Linked DNA regions of Mus musculus: region 2 is linked to region 1. The links are chromatin contacts, called in public promoter capture Hi-C maps. All regions are on one chromosome and are shown on one strand. Each heading gives the region's core, a stretch centred on a gene start, on an enhancer-like site or on the middle of the called end of the contact. The rest is flanking DNA. Distances are from core to core; before and after follow the strand shown.

Evidence for each region. Promoter capture Hi-C pulls out the DNA fragments that hold promoters and counts their contacts.
Region 2: a promoter capture Hi-C map of the 3T3-L1 cell line shows a contact between it and region 1, with 2.7 times the contacts expected there. The contact joins the promoter of Cd80 here to the enhancer-like site in region 1. A contact is called at or near these places in 3 of 39 promoter capture datasets (the 3T3-L1 cell line, hippocampal neurons and liver) and 4 of 115 datasets of contacts at active chromatin or transcription factors (double positive thymocytes, embryonic forebrain and embryonic stem cells).

The regions. Positions count from the first base shown.
Region 1 is chr16:37,952,449-37,958,692 of GRCm38.p6, reverse strand. The region is part of intron 3 of Gpr156 (G protein-coupled receptor 156); the gene reads right to left. Among named protein-coding and RNA genes, the nearest start is that of Gm36225, 33 kb to the left of the region's middle. Within about 2 kb of position 2,917, at least 37 of the 459 cell types and tissues checked have an H3K27ac peak or open chromatin away from gene starts, as enhancers often do.
Region 2 is chr16:38,454,150-38,461,062 of GRCm38.p6, reverse strand. It overlaps Cd80 (CD80 antigen), which reads right to left and starts at 2,130. Exons shown (of 5, transcript NM_009855.2): 1 at 1,774-2,130. The coding sequence starts at 1,882.

The DNA.
Region 1 (6,244 bases), core at 1,668-4,167:
TTGGTGTTTTTCCTGTTTTTGTTATTGATTTATAGTTCTTCATTCTGGATAAAAATCCTTTACTGATATATGTATGTTATGAGTATACTCTCTCACTCTACAGCTTGGCTACATTTTTTTTAAAGTAGCATTTTTAACAAACAGAGAATTCCAGTATCATCTATCTATCTGTCTTCTATCTATCTATCTACACGATCTCTCTATGTACTCCTGACTGTCCTGGATTTCAATATGTAAGCAGGCTGGCCTCAAACTCACAGACATCCCCCTGCCTTTGCTTCCCGAATGCTCTGATTAAAGGTGTGCACCACCACACTCACCTTTTTAGTTTCAATGTAGAGAAACTCAGCAATCTTTCTCTTCCTGAATAACGGTTTTTATACTGTTTGAACATGTCCTATCGTTATTCAGTAATGCTGGAACCTGACTTTCTTTGCTCCTTTCGTTTCTATCCTGTAGCCAATACTGTCCCCAGGTATACCTGATAGTACATCGGAGGGTCTGGAGAGGTGGCTTAGTGGTTAGAACTTTCAGAGTTTCATGGGTTCAGTTCCTAGTGCTCCCACCAGTTGGCTCACAACCATCTGTAACTCTAGCTCCAGAGGTATTTGACACCACCTATGGCCACTTCAATTATTCGTATTAATCCTCCCTCTCCCCTCCCCCCCCCACCTACTCACTCTCTCAAATAAACAAAACTAGTACCATTAGGATAAAGCATTCAACCCTCTCGGTACCAAGTTTCTCTTCTCTTAGACAATGAAGGGCCCTGTCCCTCCAGAGCCTCTTCTCTGTGTTGACAGCCCTCCAGTGGCAGAGTACATGAAGAAGAAGGGGTGGATGTGGACATACTCTGCAGGGGAACCCCAGCCCAGCTGGTGCCCACTTCCTACCCAAGAGTAGCAGGTAGCCAAGAGGCGCTGTCCAAGCCTTCCGAGGAACTTCTAAGTTTTACCATTTAGGTGCCTGGATGAAGGCACCCAGAGGGATGATTTTATTTAAGGTCTTTCTGCACAGCTCCATTAAATGTTAATATTCTATTCATAAAACAGCAGCTAGACTTCCTACCCAGTGGAAGTCAAGCAATGTTCTTTCTCAGCTCCAAATCCCACCATGGCTTCCCGTAACATTCAGGGCACACTAATTACATCGACCTATAGAGTGCCCATGGATTGCTTCTTTGATCTCATCTGCTCCTATTTTGGCTCATTTAATCTGCTCCAGCCATATCTCTCTCCTTCCTTTTCTTTGAACAGTGGGCATGTTCCTTCTTCAGGGGTCTCATACTCTCTGTTCCCTCTGTCAGGGTTGGTTTTTCCTAATGACTTGTTTCCCAAGCCATTCTAATCTATTCTCAAGTGTTACCTCTCAGTCAGGTTTTATCTGGCCACACTGTCTAAACTACCCTATCCTAAGAACTCATATTCACTATTTCTCTTCACTAAAATCCCATATATTTATTATTTTCTGACTCATACTTTGAGAAAACAAATTCCATGAAGAATGTGATTTTTTTGTGTTCTCATGCTCTCTCCCCCCCATCCTCCCCCCCCCCCCCGGTGTGTGTGTCTAGTTTCTCCTTTAATATGACCCCAGAACTGTGGGGCAGTGAGCTGTACACAGACAGCCTGGTCCTCAGTTGAGCACAGGCCTGGAATCCCGGTGACCCTAAGGGATATAAAGTGGCCCTGGCTCCTGTCACAGCTACAGCCTCCCACAGCCCTCCCGCCCCCAAAGAGAGGTGTGTGGCTATCAGTTACATAGGCAATGCCCCAAGCTCCTGGTATTCTGTGTGGACTCCACCCCCACAGTTACTTGGCAACAGCCAGGTATGATCCTCTCCACAGTTACCTGGCAACAGCCAGGATGGCCCAGCCCACTATAAAAGGGGCTGTTTGCCCCCTCCTCCCGCTCTTATCTCTTATTCTCTTGCTCCTTTGCTCCCCCTCTCTCCGCTTTCCCTTCTCCTCTCTCTCTTCATGTGGCCATTGGCTGGCCTCTACTTCTCTACTCTCTCCCTCTCTCCGCCTTTCTACAATAAATGCCCTAAAACCAGGGACTGTCTCATCTCATCGGGATCCGCAGAGCAGGTCTTCCCCTAACAAGCCAGGAATCTAACCCCACCACCAACCCAAGCCGCCCATGGAGCAAGCCCTCTGAGCCAGCCAAGACTCTCCTCCCCACACTAACCAGCTGGAGCTCTCCTCCTGCCTTTTCCCCTTCAGCTCCCAGGCCAAAGTCCACCTGTGGGTCCCCACCCATTCTCAGCTCTTCCGCAACATCCAGCAGCGACTGTGGTGTCCAGACCTGAGAACCTGACATCCCTGGCCTCCGTGGGGCCCAGGGACCCCAGAACTGGCTCTTCCCTGGTACCTAGCAGCGTCTGTGGTACCCAAGAGTTGGAGTCTGACTCTGACAGGTCCGTGGGGACCCCCAGACTGCCCCTTCCTCACCCCTGAAGCGGAGGTCCTGTGGCAAACTCCCTGCGTCCACCACGCCCAGCGACCCAGACTCGGGACCCCATTTTTTTGACCCACACAGAACCTAGATAGTATCTGGCACACTGTGACAATTTGGGGTGTGTGTGTGTTGTGTGTGTGTTTAATTTAAATGACAGGGTGTCTATCTACTCCCAGCTGACCCAGAACTCCTGTGTATACGAATCTGGTCTTGAACTCACAGATCTGCCTGCTCAGAGAGCTGGGAGTGAAGACTTGCATTACCATGCTGGCTCCAGTAGCTAATTGTATAAACAACAGTCACCCACGTAAAACCTTGAATGCACAAAGGCCTTCTAAAAGTACAGCGCACATGGCCAGTAGTGTGCCCAGAGCAGATGGTTTCAGTAGAACGCTGGGACTGAGACGAAGGTTCAGTAAAACTACAGGCAGAAGGGCTTCGGGAACTTGCCATGTCGTGTCTGGGGAGGGAGTAAGCAGTGGGCCAAAGGGTCACAGTTAAGGCAGCTGCTTTGCTATGCACAGTCTGTAGAGCTGAAGCTGTGTTAAAGAGGGGAAAGAGCTTGTCTGTCTTCCAAGAGCTTATCCTTGTACTTGATTTTATTCCAGACCAGCTGAAGCGGTCCTTCGGGAAACAGCATAGTCTGGGCACAATGGAGGGCAAAGATGAAAACCCTCAGGGGCCCCGGGGTGTGGCCAGTGGTAGACTAATTGCCTGGAACGAGCAAGGCTCTGGGGTCTACCCTCAGTACCACTAATAAATAAATAAATGTATAAGTATTAACAATTCAAGAAGAGGGGCTGGAGCGACGTCTCAGTGGCTAAGAATACTGAACCAGGACTCGATTTCCAGCTTCTCCATGGCAGCTCACGTCTCCCAGTTTTAGGGATCTGGGGTCCATTTCTGGCCTCTGAGGGCACTCACTGCATGCACGTGGTGCACAGACATGCATACGGGCAAACCACCAATGAAAATAAAAACAAATCTTTTTTTTTTTTTTTAAGTTTCAAGGATCTCATTATGTGGTAAGAGAGTTAAAACACCCTCCTCCCAATTCAGTAAATCTCATTCATCATCAGCTGTAATAGGGCAACGACAGTTGTGTTCTGTTTTCTGTCTGTCTGTCTGTCTGTCTGTCTGTCTGTCTATCTATCTAGTGTGCTTGTGTGTGCGCATGTGGAGGTCAGAGGACAACTTATGGGAGACAGTTCTGTCTTTCTACTATATGGGCCCCGGGGGATTGAACCCAGGAGGTCAGGCTCGGTGGCAAGTGCCTTTACCACTTGGTTATCTTGCTGGCCCATGTGTCTTATCTATTTTTATTTTAAGATGCTTATTTATTTTTGGTTTCCTCAGACAGAAATTTTATTTTGGGCTGGTCTTGAACTCATGAGCCTCCTGCTTCTGACTCCTAAGGCTTGTCCACTATGCCTGGCTAGTTATGTGAATCCGCAGACACACACACACACACACACACACACACACGCATGGTGTGAGCAGTTCATCCAGGCTGAATATCCATCTAGGCCTGTCTGCCACATGGCTAAAGAGCGCCAAACCACTGAGCTGAGGCTGCTCTTATGGATTATTGCTACTGCCTCATTAACCTCCACACACTCTCACCCATATCCCATCCCACACGCAGGACCCAAGAAAGACCTTCTCTATGCACGATCTCACTGTTGCTTCGCATCTCTCTCCCTGCCCTGTCCCCACACGCCAGTGGCATCTGGCCTCATGACACCACATCTAGTTTTAGCTCCCTGTCCAATCCCTTGGAAATGACAACTCAAATAATATTTCCCTTCTATGAATCTTAGCTTCTGTGGCGGTAGAGCCAGGATCTGTTCCTGGTCCCTCTGCCTCATCCAGCCCCTGATCCTGCAATGTCATCCTAACCTGAGCTACGTGGCCGGTGTTCATTCTGGGATGGATTGCTTTTCCTTCCTCAGCAATCACCATGTCACTCAGGATTCAGGGATTACAGCAACGATCCCAGAACTCCAGTGTGCAAGCTTTCTCTCAGCCAAAAGTGATTGGTATTGCTAGCCTGTCCTTCCCCTCACCTTGCTCTCAGCTCCAATGAATCAAACCACAGTGATGACAGGCCTGGGACAATCAATATGAAAAACAGCACAGATCCTGCCCGGCAGCAAGGCATTAGGTTGCAAACTGGATTTTAAAATTAATTTCTTAAAAAAAAAAAAAACCACTTTACAAGGCAATGAATTTCATTATGGCATTTTGATAATTGTTTTGTTGACCCTTCCCCAGTCCCCAACCCTTCCTGCTGGTCATCTCCCTCCCCCACTAGCCCCTTTTCTGCGCGAAAGCTTTTTTTTTTCTTCCCAAAACCAGAATGTACCTCGACTTGCTCATGTTTCTCTACCCTGGGGACAGATAAATTTCAAGGTCTCAGAAACCCATAAATCATATTTTACACAGTATCCTGGGTACATAAGTATTCAGGTCACTAAACATTTCCTATTGATGGTAATAAGATCAGCCTCACTCAGATGATAATAAAACACTCTCAGAAATGGGAAAAAGGAAGAAGAGGTGCGTTAAAGACTTCTCCAAAAAGCATGGAGATGCTAAGGACTTCTGTGATGATGATTACATGAAACCCAGGAGGCAGAGTCCAGAAAGGGTACAAGGCAGTGCTCGGGAGCCAGGGTGTGGATCTTCTGAAGGCAGAGAAGGCAAACACAGCAATGCACACAAGATTGTGAGTGGTCCTGCCAGACGCCATCAGAGGACCCATGCACTGACCCTAACAGGGAGGAAGCCTAGGGGAGTGAGGAGGGCATTGAAAGGGCACTTTGAGTCTGAGCATCTGACTGTCACTCCTACAGATATGGAAGGCGCCTTTATGCAGAGCTCTGAGATGGATGCAGAGCTACCATGGGCCCAGGGACAGCTCTGTATACTCTTGCTGAGTACTCCAAGACACGAATGCCTGCCTGTTCTTCATCCACACCCTTCTCAGGACTGTTTGTTTAATACATGAGCAACCTTGGAGGATCAGGTTGCATCTTCTCCTTTTCTCTCCTCTCTCACACACCTAACTTACTTATATCTCACGGTAAAGGATGTGAATCCTTTGGACTGAGTCTCCTCTCCTCGGCAGGTATAACTCACAGGCTACACAAGCATCCATCACGGGCCTTTCTTTCCTTGTCCTCTCTGGATATGAACTGTGTCCACAGTCCCTCCATCGTCCTGGGAGTCAACGAGTCTAACAGGAAGCTGCCTACTGTTATTGTCAAGAGTGTTGACTACTTTGGCTCTGAACCAGGGGGCTTTTGTCTTTTGCTAATGTTCATTAAACAGTAACAGGTGAAGTTGGAAAGGTGCAAGTAGAGTAAATGTCCACATTCTACACAATTTTTATAACGCATACTTCTCAGACAGCAACATTTTACTGAAGACTGTGATGGGAACTCCAGCATCAGTTTTGAGGTACAACAAGATGTCAATCTATCATCTATAACTATCATCTCCAGTAATAGGGAAAGAAAGCCTCAAAATAAAAGGGCTTATTGAACAAGGTTAGCTTAGTGTAGAACTTACAACATAAACCCTACTTTGTGCATGTCAGAGTGGGCACAGGAGAGCTTCCTGAAGGGCCTGAACTACTCAACAGTTTCAACAGTAAAGTTAGTGTGATCCTTACAGTTTAATATGAATATTAATAAATGAATATTCTTATTAATAAGTTCACAAATAATCTAAGTGAATTTTTATATTAAATATTAATACCTAGTAAGTTATCATATGGTTT
Region 2 (6,913 bases), core at 881-3,380, 500 kb before region 1:
GAGGGGTTAGCTGCAGGACTTACATAAGCAAACTTGTTTGAGGACACGAATCTCAGGACCCCCTTATTTCTTGAGGGGTTAGCTGCAGGACTTACATAAGCAAACTTGTTTGAGGACACGAATCTCAGGCTCAACTAACCTCTGAGATAGGTGGACATTCAAAGCTAAGATATTCATAGACTATTTTTTGACTCAGAGCAGAAAGAACCGGGCATAGCCATAGCACACAGTACTTTCCTGATGGCTAAAAATGTATCACTTTGGCTTAATTCTGACCAAGTTTTCTGGTGCAATGGTTTTAAATTGCTTGGTTTAAATTTTGCCAGTTCTTCTCTAACTTTTTGAAAGTTTTCCACAATACCCACCCATCCACTCCCAGCCCAGTCTCTGGGTTTCTATACTTTCTCCTGAAGACTTGAGTTTGAGGGTGCCCCCCTAATTTCCAGAAAAAGATTGTAACTATGTAATTATTGGACTTTTTTTGTTTTGTTTTGTTTTGTTTTTCGAGACAGGGTTTCTCTGTGTAGCCCTGGCTGTCCTGGCACTCACTTTGTAGACCAGGCTGGCCTCAAACTCAGAAATCCGCCTGCCTCTGCCTCCCGAGTGCTGGGATTAAAGGCGTGCGCCACCACACCCGGCTATTATTGGACATTTAACCGTGTCCAGAACCTGAAGTGTGAATGAGGACTTACGTCATGGTACTCTGGGTTCTGCAACTAAGTTTCACAACTTGGAACAGAAAATTTAAAACTGCCACTACTTGTAGCCAGTGGTCTATGCATCTTTCATCCTCCCTCTCCCTGCCCTCTCCTTGTCTCTCACAGTTTTTCATATTCAGGGCAGGGTTTTGGGTGAGCTGCTTTACAGCAGGGCCTCGGACAGTCCGGTTTCCGGAAGTCCAGCTTCCTCCTTGTTTGTGAGAAACCAATGTATACACCACTCCTTAGAAAGCAGATCTTTTGTTTTCTGACCTTAAAAAGTTACATGTGTCAGCTACCCCATTAAAAAAATAGTAATGCAGGACATGGTGGTCCAAGTACATAGAGGCATGGCTTGCACAGATCTCCCATGCCCTCTGAATAATCCTGGAAGTGTAGCTTCTGTAAGACTGCCTTCATAGAAGCAGAAATGCATCGAGAACAAAATATTCTTTGAAGAACATCATAGGAAACACACAGCCCGTTAGAAATATCTTAAAGGCTAATTTTTTGTGCTACATCTTGGGTGTTGGCTGCCAGAGGAAGAAAGCAACACTTAAGAAGAAATATTAAGAGAAAGATTCCATACTAAGAAGTGTCTCAATTCCCCACCCCACCCCAAAGAAAAAGATCAACATTATCTTAGAGGTAGGTTACATTAATTAAGTTGTATCATAGAAACGCACTTTGGAAACCAGACCCCCAGACCAACGCTGTTGGCACATAACAAGATGTAAATGAACATCTAATAGCGATGAAGGAGGCCACAGCTCTAAGCTGCTCGTTGGTTTTATGTGTTGTTGAAATGGCAATGTCCCCACCTCTGTGTTAGAGTTGAAGTTCTTGCTTTAAGTTGCTGTATAACTTTCTGTGTGACCCTCCGCATCCTTTAACCTCATCGAACCAGAACTTTCATAGCTTTAAAGTACTCCAGAGGATACTCTGAAGGGCTCTCCAGTTCACAAAGGGAACAGGGGAGTGTCACAAAGTGAATGGAGAGATACGGCACAGACAGCATCATCTCCCTCAAAACCCCAGCGAGCTTAAGTCAAGTTCCTGAAAGTTCTTTCCTTACCTGAAGACACTTGTGAAAGACGAATCAGCAGCACAAAGAGAAGAATGAGCCTTGGACATGGAAACTTGAGGAGTGGTGTATCCTGCATCAACTGACAATTGCAAGCCATAGCTTCAGATGCTTTGGAGAACATGATGGGGAAAGCCAGGAATCTAGAGCCAATGGAGCTTAGGCACCTCCTAGGCTCACAAAAATCGAGAAACAGAGATGTAGAAAAAGAAGCCTGGATGGCATCCACCCGGCAGATGCTAAAGATGATCCTATTAGTCCACAGAAATGGAACAGAGTGTCTTTGAAGGTTGAGTTTCACAACCTGAAAAAGAGAAACTAGTAAGAGTCTATTGAGGTATAAAACTCCCCAGTAGCTCTATCTTACGACAGAGTGAGAGTTCTGAATCAGGGTGTGGCCATGAGGGCAACTCAAAGGTCCCCAGAACTCTAGGGGAGGTGACTTGTCCAGGCCTGTTCTGAGCACCGGGTGAGCACAGCTGGGTGAAAAAGCTGGGTAAAAGGATTCTGCTTGCGGGGGTGGGGTGACTAACACTAGAACACAGTGAGGTGGTTCCCACCCAACCCCATTTCACATACAACAGCCAAAAAAAAGCAGAGAACCTTCACTAGCAGCTAGGCCATGAAAGCTTAAATTCCATTCTGGACACAGAGTGACTGCCAAAAGTATATTTGTCCAAGGCAGTGTTTTAGTTAGGAAATGGTTTCTTTATATCTTAAAACAGGAAACCAAGAATCTTAAACCCAGTAAGTCCTACAGGGACATCAATCAACCGAGAAATCTACCAGTAAAAGGTAAGGAAAGAGAAGCCACGTTACGAACACCACTTATTGAGACTATGGAGTATTACATGAAGAGGCTTGTCTATCTTTTCTTTTTTCTTCCATAAAGTATCAAAATTGAGAAATGAAAACGAATGACATCCCAGCCGGGCATGGTGGTGCACACCTTTAATTCCCAGCACTCAGGAGGTAAAGGCAGAGGCAGATTTCTGAGTTCGAGGCCAGCCTGGTCTACAGAGTGAGTTCCAGGACAGCCAGGGCTATACAAAGAAACCCTGTCTCGAAAAACCAAAAAACAGAAAAGAAAGAAAGTAAGAAAGTAAGAAAGAAAGAAAAAAAGAAAGAAAGAAAGAAAGGGAGGGAGACAGACATCATGCCTACAACTGGCCTGACATGTGGATCTCTTCTTTTGGAGAGATACCCCTTAGCCAACCAGTTAGCTTGAAGAGACTTGTTACCGGCATTTTCTTGATTAGAAAAACCTCAACTTCGCCCTACAAAAATGTTTGCATCTAGGAAACACAAAAGAATCCTGATGGTGTTTTTCTAACAGTGTTGGAATGCCGCAGCCTTGAGAATAAGAGACCCCAGGAGACTGCTCTGAGGGCAAGTTATGATTGTATGTATGTTTAAAAAGCAGTGAAGTTGGGGAGTTAGGGACTGGGCATGGGACTTGGTCGGTAGAATGCTTAGCTGACATGCAGGGAGCTCTGAGTTCAATTCCCCAGCACGGTATAAACAGTGTCCTGCACTGGAGAGGTGGGAGCAGAGGAGTCGGGAGTTCCAGATTATCTTGGGTTACACTGAAAGTTTGAGGCCAGCCTGGCATATATGAGACCCTGTCTTTAACAACAACAACAACAACAACAACAACAACAAAATATGCATATGATAAGGCTGAAGATAGCGTGTTCTACTAAGGTGTCCCATAGCATGATAAATAGTAAATGCATTTACTTACTTGTTGAAGAAGATTCTTTTTCTTTTGTCTTAAAAATCAAAAGATGGGGCCCGTGTATATACAAGTGATCTCTTCTTGCGGCCTCTGGTTACTAAAACGGCAGGGGGGCAGGAATTTCCCCTTTCCAACTTCCCTTTACTAAGACCTCGGAGGAAGCTCCCATGTGATTTGGTCACCAAGGATGTAATAAACTCAGACTTTGGGGTATCAAAGAAGAGGAAGCGCTAGGGGCAGCCACTAGCTCTGCCTGGACAGCGGTGTGTAAGCTGTCCTGGCTGGCTCGTGTGTGGTAAGCATTTGGTGGGGAGTGTTTTCTGTCTACTCCATCATCCTAACTCCATTTGCATCTTGTCCATACTCAAGGAGTATGCTCCTAGCCGTCACAGTGATGGATCTGTTTCATCCACCTGACCACAGCTAGTGTAGCTCATTGTGGGAAATGGAAGCGTCCAGGGATGGGGGATTTGGGGCACAGATAGTGCAGGTTATCCAGAGCGTGGCTTTAATAGCTTGACAGGGCACAGTCTGTTGGAGACTTAACACGGTGTTTATAGCTTAGACTAGCTATTTACCCAGGAAGTATCTACTACCCTCCCCCTCCCTTCCTCCCTGCCTCCCTCCTCCCTCCTCCTTTCCCCCTCTCTCCCTCCCTGCCTCCCTACCTCTCTCCTCCCTCTGTCTCAATACCCCTTTTTTTCCTCTTTGCCTATTTCTTCCTGAAAAGTGATCCAGACAGTTTCCTCTTATTTTGTATTCACAACATATTATAAAGATGATCTTGAACAAAAGGTCATGGTTTCCAGATTAAAAGGGAAACATAATTCTGCGCATAAAACAACAGAGAAATGTCATGACGTGAATGAGTAGCAGATTTTCCCTGTACCTTTTCTAGGGAGGACACAATTTTCAACTTCACATACATGATTATTTACTTTTAATAGCTTTGCTGAGATTAAAGTATACTAAAAGACACCTAGACATGGTGGCACGTGATTTTTAATCCCAGCACTCAAGAGGCAGAAGCAGGCAGATCTCTAAATTCGAAGCCAGTTTGATCCACAGTGTAAATTCTGAGACAGCCAGAACTACAGAAAATCCTTGTCTTGAAAAACAGAGAGAGAGAGAGAGGGAGAGAGAGAGAGAGAGAGAGAGAGAGAGAGAGAGAGAGAGAGAGAGAGAGAGAGAACTATACCTTTAAAATACTCAGTTGGATACACACACAAGCCATCACCAATGAAGATAGTGAACACCTGTCTATCACCACTAGCATTTCCATGGGGTCTGAAATTGCCCCCTGCTGTCTCCTGCTTCGCCTTGTCTTCTATTGAGGGGTTTGCACATTTAGAACTGTATATCAATATAATTACACAGAATGCTCTCTTTGTCTGCTGTCCTAGCCCCGTATTTTAAGCATAGCTTGTGAGGAGGCACAGACACCCGCGCCCCCCCCCCCCCGTCCCTTCCCTCCCCCGCCCCTCCTACCCCCAGCATTTGAATATGGGAAGGGATTTGGCCACTGGAAGGCTCTGCGGGAGGAATGGGTTCATACTGCTACAGAACCTTAGATGTTTATTTCTTTGGGGGCAGGCGGCTCCTCAGATGGCCTGTTGGTTCTTTAAAGGCACCCCACCCTAAGAAGCGTCAGGGGTTCCCTTCAGGGAGCAGTTTAGGATAGAGAGCAAGACCCAGGGTGTGAGGGACTGACACCTCTGAGGGAGGAGGAACAGGTTGGAAGGACAAGGCAGCTGAATGTCTCCTTCTAGAATTTTCTCTACTGCAGTGTGTCCGGAAGTCTTCTAGAGACAGCAGTGAGAGCGGACTTACAGTGGTGGGTCCAGGTTGATCAGTGCAGGCCGTGGGGCACAGGGGCCGTGGAAGAAAAATCACCTGACAAACACCCCGTTCTTGTTTTTGTTCTCCCCTGAAGGCTGCGTTCTCTGTGAGAGCCCCGTGGCCAGTGAAGTTCCTCAGTGAGTAGCTGTGGTTGGAGCATGGAAGGCCTTTTGCAAGTTCGGGAAATGAAGTGGGTTTGGGGAGCCAGGAGGGCTGCCCGTCTGGTGGGGGAATCCAACAAAAGTGGGAATGCAGCAACGGAAGCCCTTGGCTAGGAAGTCACCAGAGAAGATTTCAAAATGTACTGGCAGGTCTCTACCAAAGGTTGGGAAGCCCTGGCCTGTGGAGACAAACAAGAAGGACTTCCCCTGCTGTCTTTCTGTTCTGCTTCGAAGGGTTAAGCTTTTCCTAACATTCAGTTGCCAGTTCATCAAGTGTCTCTGTCACCAAGCCTCCCCCCACCCGTTTATTCACTGTAATTACTGCCTGCTTCGTTTTGTTTTGTTTTTCGAGACAGGGTTTCTCTGTATATCCTTGGCTGTCCTGGACCTCACTTTGTAGACCAGGCTGGCCTCAAACTCAGAAATCCGCCTGCCTTTGCCTCCCGAGTGCTGAGATTAAAGGTGTGTGCCACCACCATGCCGATATTTTTCTTTACAAGTTTTATATTTACAAGATGCTTAAGACTACTGGGGAAGGGGAGGAACATAGAATATAAAAATCAGGCTATGTGCCTTTAACATAACCAGTGTTTAGCTGCAAGTCATTTTGTGATTTTTTTTTTCTAAGCGGCAGTATGGGAATGGGAAGGCTAATTATGGGCCCCAGGCCTGATTCTTTTTGCATAACCAGATCACACAAACTCCAAGGAACTCTCTTAACTGGTCTGTGTTTCCTCACTAGAATGGGATGAGTTGAACAAATACTCCCATGGAGGTGCCGTCTGATGACGTAAACTATTTTTAAGGACATGTGCATTCTACTTTTGCCATTGTGTCGAGGTAGAGTCTCCTTCTGTACCTCTAAGGCTGTCAGTTAGCAGAATTCTCTTTTTCCAGGGGGAGGGGAGTCCTCTCTCTTAAGATCTTTAAGTGATTCAATGAGGCCTGCCCACATTATGGAGGATAATCCACTGTACCTCATGTTTATTGATATAAAAGCTAATCTCGGCTGTAAAATACCTTCCCATCTGGAGGAAGATTTGAACAATCTGGGTGCTGTGGTCCAGCCAAGAGGACATACAGTTAGCTGCTCAGATATCATCTTAGTCTTCCTGAATGGACCACATAGCAGCTGCTTTTGGCTTTCCACGTCTCCGTCCCTGGCTTTCCAGTTTCCGCACTCTCTGCGTTTATTATTCTGAGGAGTTTTCTGGTCTATCCTGTGCTCTGTTCTCCTTTGGCCCTTGCTGCTGTTCCACTGTTAGTCTCTGTTAGAGAGTCCAACCCACCCTGCATATGAACTACTTCCTGTCAGTGTGCAGGGGTGCTAGTGCACGGTCCCTAAGCTTTATCAGTCAGAACACTCATAGTGTTACAGTGTCATCCGCACTCA